Linked DNA regions of Mus musculus: region 1 is linked to region 2. The links are chromatin contacts, called in public promoter capture Hi-C maps. All regions are on one chromosome and are shown on one strand. The core of a region is the stretch at or near the end of the contact, and the rest is flanking DNA. Distances in the headings are between cores, read along the strand shown. Region 1 has its middle 63 kb from the start of Gm31641. Region 2 overlaps Gm31641 (predicted gene, 31641).

Region 1 (2,700 bases), core at 154-2,653, 120 kb after region 2:
TCAAGTCTAATAATCCCTTGCTGACCCCCCCTGCTGTGCTCCCCCTGCCATGTGATAGCTATCCCTACATGGCTGTATCTCACCCCCACTTACCCTCAGTCCTCACTGCCATTTCCGTTGCCTGTGGCTGTGATAAAATACTCTTGACAAAAGCAACTTTAAGGAAGAAAGGGCTCCCACTTCCAGGGTACCATCCATCATGGCAGGGCAGTCAAAGCGGCAGGGGCTTGAAACATCTGTCACGTGATACCCACAACCAGAAAGCAGAGAGCAACAGATGCTTGTATGTAGCTCCCTGTCTCGTTTTTAAGCTGAGGGAATGGTGCCACCCACCTTGAGCCTGCCTCAACACAATCCCTCACAGGCCTGCTCAGAGCTTAGATAATTCCTTGCAGCTGTACCTGGAGGGTTGTCTTGGTGATTCCAGATCCTGTCCAGTTGAGGGTCAACACTAACCATCATCACCTTCATCCAGGAATATTCTGCCACACTTTGTTGAGGGCTCTAACTGTCCACCACCAAGCACAGAGTATTGCCATGTGACAGGGTGACCCAAGTAGTCAGTTCTTTGTTTGTGAGGCTGAGACTACGTCATCTTTTACCAGGGCATCAAGCAGGATCAAGGTCTACTGTGTCCATGATCACCAAGAACACTTATTCTCCTATCCTCCACATGACCTTCTCTTCTCCGCATGTAGGGTCATCCTTTTGCAGTCTGTGCATTGTCTTATGGTCTCAATTGATAACATTAACACAATGAGAAAAGTATACTCTGACCCTCTGTGGATTTGAGGAACCATCACCCTTCCAGCCTTTATCAGGGAAGTAAGAGACTAGCTGATACTCCTGGGATTAAAGGAGTTTATTTAGACTAAACTGTGGTAAGTGCAGATGAGATTTAAGGCCAAGTCTTACAACTCACCGCTGGCAAGCTAGCCAGGTGTTTCCATCCACTTGAGAGAGAAAGCAGACCATTATCCTTCCTAAGGACTTCTGATTCCAGATGATAAGGTACTGGGGGTTGGGAACAGAGAGCTGGAAAAACAGTCTCAGGAGAGCCAAGTGACGCATTAACCATGTCCCGTTACAGTAGGCTAGCGCCTCATGGAGGCAACTTCCTGAGAGGAAGAGCGCTGATGACAGAAACAGATTAACAGTAAGGCTGACACAGAACTGAAAGGAGTGTAAGGGTGAACCTTAGAATCTGCCCTGAAGCAGGAGACTGGACAGCTTGACCCATTGGAGGCCTCGAATAGCTACAGGATTGCCTCCGCCAGTTTTTAATTCTTTAGGACGTTGTGGGTTCCCATGTGGAAGAAAGAGAGACTGGTCCAAGAGAGACACTGGCCAAGCCCACTTCCCAGCTGAGAAGGGTGTGACTTAAAACAGCCCTGCAGCAGCTTCCTGGATGTCCCATTACCCCTGACCGACCAAACAGCATGTGGTGAGCTGAGTGGCCATGAATGAGAAACAGCTGGATTTAATTTCCCTTGAAATTAAAGATGGGTGAACCCTGCCACTTTGGAATTGCTGAATGTCTCAAACTCTTTTTTTTTTTTTCCAAGTGCTTTTGGTTCAGAAAAACCAAACCTGTGTTGTTTCTTTGGTTTTTGTTTTGTTTTGTTTTGTTTTGTTTTGTTTTGTTTGTTTTGTTTTTTTCCAAAGCATACTACCCTTATTTGGTAGGAAATTCATATATTTTAAAGGGAATTTGATCTACATTGTTCAACTTCTTTACACTTCATTTATCGAAATACATAATGAAATTTCCAAGAAATCTGAGAAATATTTTATCCTTTTTTTTAAATGGTTTTATTTAGAAAAGGCACAAGTGGAGAATTTTGGAAAATTGTTATCCTGGAAAAGGTGAGTTCAGGCGAAAAGGAAGGTCATACTTTCAGAGCCCAAGAATTGCACACATATCTGTGTGAATAGATTCAATCTCTTGGAGGGCTAGAGATGAGTGCAGCTGGTGGACTGCTTATCTCTTTACAATGCTCAAAGCCCTGAGTTTGATCCCTGGTACTTCATAAACTGGGCTTGGTGGCACACACCTATAATCCCATCAATCAGGAGGCAGGGGCTGGAAAATCAGAACTTCAAGGTTATTCAATATATAGCAAGTTCAAGGTCAGCCTGGGCTATTTGAGACACAGTCTCAATGAAAAATATCTTGGGGAACAAGGGGAAGATGATCGAATTCATTAAAGACAGGCGCAGGCAGAGGTGGGAAGCTGGGCGATTAACAGACAATGTGTCCCTGGGGTTGACTGATAAGGGTGGAGTGGGGCTAAAGCCCCCTCCCATCTACCGGCAGCTCGACATAATAATGGCATGGTCCATCAGCCCTTATCTCTCTAGAACTCGGAGTGAAAGAGTTGTCCACAGAAAGGTTAGGAGTGAGTCGTAGGGCAGATAGATGGCTGCAGAAATCTACATCAGGAGGTGGGGAGGAGAGGGAGATGTTTCAGAGAATGGCCCAGGACTTGTGTGTAAATCCTCTTTGTCTTGGGTCTCTCTTGCCATGATGAACACCATGATCAAAAGCAGGAAAGAGTTCACTAGGATGATGCTTCCATGTCAGTCCATCATGAAGGGAAGTCAGGGTAGGAACTTGGGTAGGAACCGGGAGCAGGTCCTGATGCAGAGGCCATGGAGGAATGCTGCTTACTGGCTTGCTCAGATTGCTTTCTTATACAC
Region 2 (2,700 bases), core at 135-2,634:
TGTTCAGGAGGGCCCAGCATCCAGTCCCTGGGAGGTGAAGACAAGAAGCAGGTAGAGCAGGGGGAGATGGGCTTTGGTTTTTCATTTCAGAAACAAAGCCCAAATATGGTCTTACCAACCTGTTGCTGATGGGAGATCAATAAGAAAACTCACAATCTCTGAGGGAGGTACCAACCATCATGACATAGAGAGGTCTGGGCCTGGGTCCTGCTTCCTATGAGTTCTTGTGGTTAGATGATGACAACAGAAACATAAATTTAAATTTGATTATTTGAGAATGTCTGAATTTATTCTCAAGTGACTTGCTTACTGCAAAGTAACAATTCTTTTTAGACAAAGTGCTCTGCTCCACCCCAAGCCGTCACCCTCAGGAAGCCATACAACTGTTACATATATGGGAAGCCCCTGCCTATGCTGGACTCCGATTCCCTTTATATACACAACAGGCAATGAAACCAAAATGATAGATGAGTAGGGAGAATCCTAGACCTCCCTGTCCTTAGAGCCCAAGATTTGATGGCAAGCACTTTCATTGGGTGTCTTAGTTAGGGTTTTACTGCTGTGAACAGACACCATGACCAAAGCAACTCTTATAAAGGACAACATTTAATTGGGGCTGGATTACATGTTCAGAAGTTCAGTCCATTATCATCAAGGTAGGAGCATGGCAGCATCCAGGCAGGCATGGTGCAGAAGGAGCTGAGAGTTCTACATCTTCATCTGAAGGCTGCTAGTGGAATACTGGCTTCTGGGAAGCTAGGATGAGGATCGTAAAGCCCACATCCACAGTGATACACCTACTCCAACAGAGCCACACCTCCTAATAGTGCCACTCCACGAGCCAAGCATATACAAAACCATCACATTGGGGCACCATTACCAGAAGCCTGTGTCTCTCTTTGCTGTGCTGTGCTATCTTACCCTTCTCCCTCGAATCAACAAAGGTGGCATGTGCCTTGTCCTTGATGGTGACAGAGGGGCACAGTTGACCTCCATCAGTTCTGGAATCATCCAGATTGACTCTGACTGGGCCTTGGAGCTGGGAAGGGAAGGTTGGTGCTCTGGTCAGAGCTTCTGCCCCACCCTGAAGCCTTCTGTTTTTCTCCTTCCACACCATCTGTTTCTTACCTACTTAATGACTGTAGTCTGATTTCCATCTGGTCATCCTTCCCAAATCCAGGGGTGCAGAATACAACAAATGGTGATAAATGGAAAGAAAGGAGTAATAGACGTTTCAGCACTGATCATCTACAGATTTACCAACAATTATAAAGTTTGGCTCTCCTTCTAATTCATTTTCATGTGCGAGCCAACAGTGATCAGTCGTATTAAAGGCCAACATCGCTGCTATGTTTTTCTTGCCAAGTCAGCTGGAGACCAGATGGTTATACTGACTTCCCCTTGTGCCTCACTCCTCCCAGGAATGGGATATTCGAGGAAAAGTTCAACCTCTGGGCTTGCCTTGGGGAACTTTGGTTTTGTTTGAAACATCCATAGCTGTAAGCCTCTAAGTTATTGGCTGTTTCTCTCAGGAGAGTGATACAAGGTTATGTCTGAAGGTAAGTGCTCCTTGTAGACCAGACAATCTGTTCTGCTCTGTCCCTGTACCCTCCTGAAGGCAAGGTGGCCACCAGGTAGTATGTTTTCTCCTCTTCCAGATGAGATGACCTCCCTGGCTAATCAATATTTTTCTCATCTCCTGGGGGTTCATCAAGCCATGTGCCCTTACAAAAACACAAGGGTCCAGAGAGAAACCCATCCTGAAAGTGAACCCACATTCTGACATGTTCCAACTTCGAAGTGAAAATGACAGGTGAGATCCCTGTGCACCCCACCTGCTGTGCTGGCATCAGTGATGCTTGACTGCTTGAATCTGTTGCCAGGCAACAGCATGGGGGCAAGGTATGTTGGGGAAGTAACAACAGACCTCAGGCTCAAGACAGTGGGTTGATCTGGACAAGTCTGGAGACCTTGGCTGCTATGTGTGAAACACAACAGAAGGATCTGGCACAGGATAAGCGCAGTTTGCCAAGCACTGCGGGGCATCTATCTTACACCCCACTAACTGCTGTCTTGCTCCTGAAACATGCCATTTTCATAATTGCATCCTGTGTCAAGAAGATGCCATTACCTATGAATGCCCGCATGTGGTGAGCCCTAAGGATGGAGTCTCTGGCTAGTATTCAAAGTAGACATCAGCACCTCTCATTCCTTCTTGTTGTTGCTTATAGACAGCTCCTTCACTCCCACCACCCAGTGTCTCTGGGCTCTGGAGAGAAAGGGGTGTTAGCATCAGTAGCAGATATTTGCCATGCAAAGACTTAGTGTCCAGGTACAGCAGCCATATCCATCCTACAGATGAAGACAAGGAGCTCAAGAGGGGTGACCCTGGCTGAGGTTGCAGGCTAGTGCTCAGGACCAGGTCCTAAACCATGGCCTTCTGAGGTCTGCAACTGTGATCTCCATTAGAGTGGAAAGTGGGGTTCTCAGTTGTGAGTGGTTATGCATTTGACAGGGTCTCTTAGAAGATCTGGGACATTTTTGGTTGTCACTGTTTCTATGTCCTCGTTGGTAGGATCAGAGATGTCGCTGCATAGGATATCCTTACAGCCAGAAATGCCCTCTGTTGAGGTGGGAATCCCCAATGAAAAGAAAGCACAGCACGGTGCACACACAGAAACAGTGAGTCTGTCACCATCT

What was found. Capture Hi-C pulls out chosen DNA fragments and counts their contacts.
Region 1: a promoter capture Hi-C map of adipose tissue shows a contact between it and region 2, with 2.6 times the contacts expected there. The contact joins two enhancer-like sites. A contact is called at or near these places in 53 of 484 Hi-C or Micro-C datasets (the BV-2 cell line, the Ba/F3 cell line, the C2C12 cell line and 35 more), 7 of 115 datasets of contacts at active chromatin or transcription factors (the 230-238 cell line, CD4 T cells, PVALB interneurons and 4 more) and 2 of 9 other capture datasets (adipose tissue and liver).

The regions. Positions count from the first base shown.
Region 1 is chr16:95,321,023-95,323,722 of GRCm38.p6, forward strand. No RefSeq gene overlaps it. Among named protein-coding and RNA genes, the nearest start is that of Gm31641, 63 kb to the left of the region's middle. Within about 2 kb of position 1,404, at least 21 of the 459 cell types and tissues checked have an H3K27ac peak or open chromatin away from gene starts, as enhancers often do. A contact at or near this core is called in adipose tissue, where this site is marked.
Region 2 is chr16:95,201,292-95,203,991 of GRCm38.p6, forward strand. The region is part of intron 3 of Gm31641 (predicted gene, 31641); the gene reads right to left. Among named protein-coding and RNA genes, the nearest start is that of Gm31754, 38 kb to the right of the region's middle. Within about 2 kb of position 1,385, at least 7 of the 459 cell types and tissues checked have an H3K27ac peak or open chromatin away from gene starts, as enhancers often do. A contact at or near this core is called in adipose tissue, where this site is marked.